2 separate regions of the Gossypium arboreum genome follow, and region 1 is linked to region 2. Evidence: chromatin contacts called from public Hi-C data. All regions are on one chromosome and are shown on one strand. The core of a region is the stretch at or near the end of the contact, and the rest is flanking DNA. Distances in the headings are between cores, read along the strand shown. Region 1 has its middle 39 kb from the start of LOC128286219. Region 2 holds the start of LOC108479987 (probable cytosolic oligopeptidase A).

Region 1 (4,563 bases), core at 332-2,831, 450 kb after region 2:
AAGTTAGTTAAAGTATAGTGTTTAAGCTTACATATCATGAATATAAAATATACATTATAATAATATAGTTGTATATAGGGATATATATATATATATATATATTTAATAATCTACCTTAATTATATATATTATAATGTACCATAAATTTAGTTTCATGTTAAAATTTAGGTTGTATATCATTAATAAAAGAATGCACATTACCATATCATAATATAATATGTATGTTTATTTTTTTAATATAACATGTATTAAATATAATTATATTTCACATTATAAAATAAATTCATATTATATCTATTTTAATTATATAAATAGTAATTAATTTTTAAATAATGTAATCAATTAAGTTGATTAAATGATAAATGGGATGAACACAAATTTAGGGACTCCGTTGATCCCATCTTATCATTTGACTTGGCTTATGGGTATAAAAGAATACGATCCAAGATAAATTAGATGAGATTTAAGAGAATAAAATGTCAAAGAAGCTAAATTTTAATAAAAATATTATACTTAATTTTAAAAATATTTTATTATGTTTTTTAAATTTTTTGGTCATTTTCATATTTGTTTTGTGGTTCATATTAGGTTCGTAGCTACCCTTTCAATAATATCATTTTAAAGTTCAAATCAATATATTTTACCACTATACTCAATACTTATTAATTATTATTATGTTTTTATACATATTTAATAATTTATGTAAATTATAATCAATGTTTAAGATAAAATATTGATGATAAAATCATAGGTATCAGGCTATATACGTTATCTGGCCTCAAAATATATCTGTTTTCTTTTTAATGAAATTTTATTGTTGTAATTTCCTTCCAATTATTAGATCAAATTTGGCAAAGCATTTAGAAATAAACTGGACTTCTTTTTATATCTAATTTGAAATGCCAGATTTACATACAATTAAGTTTTTTTTTTTTTAAAGACTGTAAGCATTTAAAGACTTTATTTTCAAATATTGAAAAACAAATAAGCAAAAAATAATGGAAAAATATTTTAAAAAATTAACTTTTTTATTATCCCCCGGCTTTTATTAGGCATATGAAACAAACTCCGACGCCATTCCGACATCTCTATCCATACAGATTATCTTCTCCCAATTCTACCATTCAAAAGCCATCATCACTGCTTCCTAAATAAAGCTGATTTGTTAGGCTTCACATTATTAGTTTTCACCTCATTTTTCTAATCCAATTTGAGTCAGTCCTAGCAGACAAGAAGTCAGTGCCAGCTTAAACAATACTAATCTGGTAAACATTAATGGCCCACTGAATTACTGCAAAAAAGAAAAAGAAAGAAAGATAAATCTTAGATTCTTCTTATCACTTATAAATGACACACAACATCCTTTTATCTCACCCCATATGATTGTCGAAGAAACACGTAAAAAACCACTCGACATCATCAAATTCAAACATAAAGAAGAAACCAATGTCTGATATGGAAAGGGATCTGATCAGCCGCCACCAGGGGGGATCCTCTTCTTTCTCCGGTTGCTATACGATGTCCCCATCATGCTTCACTGTGCACGAAGATATGGAGTACTCTAGGATCCATTATTGCAGTGAAAAGAGAAGAAAGCGATGGCGAAACCTGCTAAGGAGGTTGGTTAGAGATGGGAACAAGAACAGCATGTACAGTTCGAAGCCATTGTCTTTTCACTATGATGCCGTTAGCTATTCTCAGAATTTCGACGAGGGTTGTCACCGTGAAGAATCTGGACACTGCCGGCGACTTTTTTCGGGATGTTAGATGGGAACTGGGAAGTACATCAACGTGTTGTGTTTATTTATGTTTTTGTTTCCCCCCTTTTTTCCTGTAAGTTCAGATCATCTTTGTTTTAACAATATATAAATTAAGATCTGTCAACAAGGAATTGCAATTTTGCTGAATTACTGTTCTTTGTTTCTTCACTTGTTAATGATTGTAATTAATGGGTGTAATCTATACTTGTGACGATGATGGGGTTGAATATGGCAGGGCCATTGGGGGTGCATCTTTTTCAGGTTCCATGCCTAACCACAAGGGACAAACTCTTCCAGTTTTATAGGACTTCATTGAGGGCAGAAAGTGGTAGTTACAGATTTGGTGAACAAACAAGAACTTTCTAAGGTAATAATTTAAAAAAAAAAAAAAGAGTAAACTACCCGTAACTTAGTCAATCCGTCCCAATCCCGACTTTTAAAAGAAAATAATGTGAAACCCGAAATTTAATCTAAATTTAATTTAATTCTTTTATTTTCTATTTTAATGTAAATAAAATTATATTTTTAATTATTTTATTTTGAAACAAATAAGATTAATTTTATAAATTTAAATTTAAAATTGAATATATTTATTTATTGAAAATAAAAATTCAGATAAAGTGGGATAAATTTACTTTAAACTCAATATAATGCAATAATTTATTCTAATTGCATCGATCACGACTCACCCGAATCAAATTTTCTAAAAAAATATAAATCGAATTGAATTGAAAGCCATCAAAATAAAAAAAATTTGCCATCCTTAATCAAAATGTGGCAAGGGAAGGAAAATGAAGGTTTTTATTGGTTATTTGTTGATTGGTGTTATCTGACACTGTTGAAATGGATGGTCATGATTCATCATCATATCTTGGCAGTGATAAGAGTTACATGGCTAAATTTGTATGGTTTTTGGATCAAAAAAGGATGGCAGAATAATTGACGGGGGCAAATGGTGGGGTGGAGCTCTGCAAATTTGCTGGCAAGTGGCAATGGTGTACTCTTGAAACTGTGATATGATGTCTGAGAACTCATCACACGATTGTTTTTGTTCTCAATGCAAGTTGATATTAGGTATAAATAATGTTTTAATATATTTTAAATTTTAATAGTTATTAAAATTAGATTTTTATTTTTTTTGTATTTCTTATGCCTATAAATAAAGACTCTGATGAAACATTGTAATCACCTCTTTTAATCAATAAATTACATTCTCTATCGTTTTCATTTTTTTTTTCTTCATCTCTCTTTATTTTATAACACGTAATCAGCACGATCTTGCTCAAAGTGATAGTTCATTTTATCGACGATCAAATTTATCTTCCATGATTTTCAATTTCTTTGACGGCAAAATGCAAAGTTTTTACAGGAAGCTTATTTTATTTAATGTTCCATATCTGATTATTATTTTTCATTCTTCTTTCATCATATGTTATCATTATTTTGATTAACTTATTTTACTTTTTGTTCTTAAGGATGGTGAAAGATTTGATACCGCTATCTACATGAAATCAAGAATATTTTCGAACTATCTCATACCTTCTAGTGATGACGATGATGTTAAAGATCTTCAGGTATATTTTACTATGTATTATTTATTGTTTTATTATAATTGGAGACTAATCATGACAACATGCATAGATAGATTTTGATTTGAAATCTCACGCATGTTTGCGATGGTAATTATGAAATAAAGAATCTATTGGGATGTTTATAAGTCCATCCTACTAGATTTGTTGTATTTCCCGAAGTGAATGTAAATATAAAGAAAAAAAAAGATATACTCATGGACCACTAAAAGTGAGAACATAGTAATAAAAAAGAGAACAATGAGAGTTTTCAAGATAACTTTTCAAAGGGTAAAGATGTTATCAATGTGATATGAAAGATTATTGGCCACATATATGGCGTATGCCAAAATATTTTGTTTCTGTTAATATTCTTTGAGGAATGATATGAAAATGTAGTAATGAATTCTATCATTACAGATAGAAAATATTTATCTTATTTGGTACTGAAACAAACAAATATTATTCTAATATTTGATAATACAAAATTAGTTGAAAGCTCCAGAAGAACTAATATATCACTATTTAAAAAGCACAAAATTTGTTATGGTTAATGCATTACTTTTAAAAGTTATTTGCAATGAATCTCATATTGACATTGTGAATGAGAAAAATATTATATTTCATATGAATAAAAAAGGGGATTGAGTCTTGATTACTCTTGTTATTAAATTGAATTGATTGTGATTATCTTTATGATCTTCTTTGTCATCATCTCCATTAAGGGGTTGGAAGCAAAATATTTGACTGTGAAAGATCTACTCAAGAGCAATAGAATATGATAATTATATCTAAAGCTTATTATAGTTGGATACACCTAAAGTTGCAAGTATTTTTTAAAAACTGTGAGTATAACTCTACAGTATTCAGAATAAGTTCTCAATTAAAATTACGTGGTAAACTACTATTGATGAGAACTTGCAAGAGAGAAAACTTATGTATGAAAAGTCATTAGTTATGTACCTGTTATACATATGGAAAATAAGATCCACTATCAAAGTTTACTATTAATAGATTTTTGGGTATTTGAAGATTTTGACATATTCCCTGAAGTGAATACTGCATATAATTATTTGAAAATTATATTTATTAACTTGATGGCATTATAGACTTCACATTGATTTATACATTTTCAGTAGTAAATGTCACAATAGTACTTATATGTGGATACAAATTAAAAGGAATGATAATAAAATTATCAATTTGTTACAATTTAGTGCAATTGAAACACATGT
Region 2 (4,696 bases), core at 1,320-3,819:
AGCAGTTGCATTTTCATGCCCCTAGGCGAGTACAGAGAGAGAACATATATTACATGACAGAAAACAGAAACTGCACAAGACTTGACAATGAGAGACCATTAATAAATGCAAACACATGCTGAAATTTGGAAAAGAATACCTTGGACACTGCTGTTTGAGCAGCTAGCCCAAGAGCAGTTGCAGGCAAACCATCAATTTCTTTCTTATCAGTTATCAGCTTTTCAAACTTCTTTGTGGCATCCAAAACATTCTCACTAAATTTGTGAGACAACCTCCAATTCCTGCAAATTAGCTCACTGTAAATAGAAAAGAATAGCCAAAAGGGATGAACATGATACAATTGAGCATAAATGTTTATATGGTTACAAGAAGAAACCAGACACCAAGAACTTCAAAGGAAACTTGAACAATTACTTTCCCCTCATTTTACTTTTCACAGAAGTTGAGACTTCAAAAGAAGTGTAATATGCCACATTCATTTTACTTCAAATTCATAACTACTATATTGTACTTGTTCAATTTTGTTGAACTGTTCTCTTTTATCATCTTCAAGTGAAACACCATTAAGAACAGCTTCCTTTATCTGGGCTGAATACACACAATAAAACAAAAGAGATATCAGGTCAAACACTCACAGAAACTAAAAGGAATGGAAGAAGCATGTTGTAATGAGAACACTTTCATATCAGCAATTTTGTTTTGTTTTGTTCTTATAACAGAATGCTCATCCTAATATCTGCTATAGCAAGCCAACTAATAGACTGTGCACTCAGTATTGAGTAATGGTTCTAGCGTTGAATTAAGGCACCAAAACGAAAAGGGAACATATACTTACCACCTACAATAAGTTTGCGGGCTTCACTCAACAATTGCCAATCAGGAGATTCTTTAATCGCCTTGAAGGCATTATAGATGGGTTTACTTTGTCCCAATCTTAGTTGGAACTTCACTTTTTCAGGCTGTAAGGAAAAACTAAACATAGTAAGGACAAGAAGTTTGCTTAAATGAGACTGTGGAATAATGCACCGATGCATATTTAATTAATTTCTACAAAATACTAGGATCAAACTGAACAACTGCCAAACCTAATTGCTTCAAAGCCAATAGGAAAACCACAATTTCTGATTCAACCAATAAAAATTAACTCCCTCCCTAGTATATCATGCTGTATGCTAATTCTAATAAGATTTATGCCAATATAATAATAAAAAATTCATGGTTTAATCTAAGACAAGAATGAGATAGTTATTAGATGTCTAAAAGATTGATGCCAAATATTTTGAAGATGGCAATTCAAGCATAAACATTACATTATTAGTTTTTACATATACATACTGCATGTTACATATCTGACTGCTTGCAATCATATAACATAAAGAAACAACAATGTACCTGGACTTCTTCAATGTTAGCACGAAGCTCAGCTGAATCGTTAACAGCCTTAAGATGATTAACCATTCCCCACACAACAGTCAACCGATCAACAATCTTTTCCAATGGCTCCACCAACTTTGGCCATGACGGCTCCAATGTCTTCTCCAATTCATCCAAATCACTCTCCTACTCAACCAACACAAATATATCAAATCAAACACAAATAATCCAGAAACCCCAGATGCTAGAGCATAAAAAAGTTTCAAATTTTAAAAACTCGAACAAATGAAAAATCAAGGCAACCAAAATTTTGAATTCTCAAACAAGGACTAAAACCAGCGAATGATCTAGCAAAGGGAAAACTCACTATCGAACCCTAGAAGAAGGTAAAAAAAAAACCCCTCAAAACCCGGAAATGAAAACAGCCCAAAAGATAAAAACGACATACGAGTTTCTTCAACAAGGAACGAATCCCAGGCCTAACATGTTTGGCTTCAACAATATCAAAAGGTGGAAAGTCGAAATCTTGCAGGAGAGGATTGGAGCCGATGCTATCATCGACGGTAACTGAGGAAGCCAATGAAGGAGGAGAAAGAGAAGAACAAGAAGAAAATGAAGAGGAAGAGGAAGAGAGATAAGGAGAAATAGAGTGATGCAAGGTCTGGAGGCAGAAGGAGAAAGAAGAGGACCAGAGAGGACAAGGGTAGGATTTAAGCAAAGCCTTGGGGGCAAAACGGGGAGAAGAAGAAAAAGGGTGGCGTTTTAGGATGAGATTAATTGAGCGGGAGAGAGAGAAGCGAGTGGAAGCCATTAGCATGTTGACTGTAACAAAGATGGTGTTGAACAAGACTCTGTTTGGGATGTGGCGTATAATTATCATGCTTTTTTGTCATTTTTTTTCTTTTTACTGAGCTTGGATAAAGAGACGTCGATATGTTTTTCCTTGTAGGATGATATTTTAAGATGGGAATCCAGGTCTTGAACCTAAATCATCGCAATGACGCCATTAATGATGGTATTGGGTTGATTAAGGAAGCTGGTATTTTCTTTCCAATTCGGATTCCTTCCTCTCTCGTCAAATGTACTGTCAGAATGGAGCTCAAGTGATTTAAAGTTCAAACTTTTCTAATGTACTTCTAAATTTGGATTCTTTTTACCATGTACAGTCATCTTGAGAACAGATGTCATATTTGTTTATATTTTCTAACAATTCGTTATTGGGCTGAACAAAACTTTTTTTTTTTTTTGGTTAATAAGAGCCTTTATTCAATTAAAAGGTTTGATCTAGAGGAAGACGATATCTGTCGGTCTCAACAACAGGACGGGTCAAAATAAACAAGACTATCATATAAACTCCTAGTTTCATTCATATGAGCTTTTTTTTAGCGAGAGCATCAGCATAGTTCTTACCCTCCCGGTAAGTATGCGAAAAACAACTATATTGTAAGCTGTTCAACGAAGTCTTGCAAATCAAGTAAATTATTAACAAAGTCCCCCGTGTGAGTTAAATCCTAAATTCGAACCTACAGGGGTTTTCACACGGCCTGACATATGCTCGTGTCTATTGCCCGTGTCTCTTATACGACCATGACATGCCCGTGTCTTAGCCCGTGTCTAAAAACCTTGACATTCTGTTTCTGACATCAGCATCCAATTTAGGGCACACGACCAAGGCACATGTCCGTGGCGAGAGGCCGTGTCCTCTACACGACTGAGACACACGGCCGAACAACATGCCCATAGGGCTGACCGTGTGTCACACACGTCCTAGACACGCTCGTGTGTCTACCCGTATAGACAATATAAGGCTATCTACCAAGCCTTTGCCACCCTGAAACACAATCTAACATCAACCAGCATATCAAAGATTAACTTAATATGATTTTTCAACCAAGTAATCATAGTTAAGATTTATATACATCACATATATTCAACCATGCCAACAATTTTACATTCATGAAAGACTAGCTTGCGTTCAGATAATAACTTTCAATATTAGCCATTTTCCATGGCCTTATACAAAATGAATCAAATGCTAAAGTAATCTAACACATTTGACCAATTAACAATGACAAAACTCAAAAGTCAGGGTCCTATACATGCCATAATCAAAATAAAAGATCTAACTATACCAAGTGCTGCGGGTGATAGTGTGATCAATGCCTCTGACGTCCGATGGTCCTTGAGCTAATTAGGCGGCACTATAAGAAAATGGAAAGGAGGGGGAGTAAGCATAAAGCTTAGTAAGTTTCATGCAAATAAATATAACAACAACTTTACCATTCCTCATCATGCTCATAGTACAAAAGTAGGCATAAGCACAACTTACTCATCACTATCCAATACAATTCACATAGCATATATATAGAGCTCACATCTCATACATTTCAAATAGGTACCTGTACCACTCACAACATGGTTATACTTTCCTCATTTAACTTAACCTATAACTCTCTCACCGTTGAACCATTTGGAATGCTATCGGATATTCATTAAACCTCAAACATAGGGTATGATGCCGATGCCATGTCCCAGACATGGTCTTACACTGGCTCATCCATCAAGTCGATGTCATGTCCTAGACATGGTCTTACACTAACTATCAAAATCGAGGCTGATGCTATGTCCCAGACATGGTCTTACACTAGCTCTCACATATTTGTTTTGATGCCATGTACCAGACATGGTCTTACACTGACACCTCTATACGTGTCGACACCATGTCCTAGACATGTCTTACACTAGCTTACATCGCGAGGCCGATGCATGTCCCAGACATGTCTTACACTAGCTCTCGTCTCAATGCTGATGCCATGTCCCAGACATGGTCTTACACTGGCTCTCATAATGTGGCCGATGCATGTCCCAGACATGTCTTACACTAGCACACAAATAACCCGAATGTCATGGCATGAATATCCGATTTATTTCCTAAAGTTCAACCGGGAGTTCTACTATCTCAATATTCATCATACATAATCATTTCTACAAACAAGCAATTTATGCTATATCAATTCAAACACATATAATAACAATGTAGTTGTATTATTTACAAACAACTTACCTCGGTATATAAAATGTAGACGACTAGTTCAGCTTAGTCTACTTGTTTTGCTTTTTCCCGTTGTAGGCCCGGATTTTGTAATTCTTGATCTAAACTGGTAGAAAATTATTCATTTCATCAGCAGATTAATCTAGACACTCGAAAATTCATAATTGGGCAAATTGACCGTTTTGTCCCTAGACTTTCACAAAATGACCATTTTACCCCTAAGTCCGAAAATCAATTTTTATCACATTTTCTCATTAATCCTATAATGCC

The links. A called contact is a pair of places that touch in the nucleus more often than the background predicts.
Region 1: a contact with region 2 is called in a Hi-C map of leaf, with 3 times the contacts expected there. The contact joins the enhancer-like site here to the promoter of LOC108479987 in region 2. A contact is called at or near these places in 2 of 5 Hi-C or Micro-C datasets (both in leaf).

Annotation. Positions count from the first base shown.
Region 1 is chr12:52,333,455-52,338,017 of ASM2569848v2, forward strand. No RefSeq gene overlaps it. Among protein-coding and RNA genes, the nearest start is that of LOC128286219, 39 kb to the left of the region's middle. Within about 2 kb of position 1,582, at least 2 of the 2 cell types and tissues checked have an H3K27ac peak or open chromatin away from gene starts, as enhancers often do. A contact at or near this core is called in leaf, where this site is marked.
Region 2 is chr12:51,886,419-51,891,114 of ASM2569848v2, forward strand. LOC108479987 (probable cytosolic oligopeptidase A) reads right to left here and starts at 2,570. Exons shown (of 17, transcript XM_017782871.2): 1 at 1,823-2,570; 2 at 1,393-1,560; 3 at 836-959; 4 at 512-588; 5 at 140-292; 6 at 1-21. The coding sequence starts at 2,254.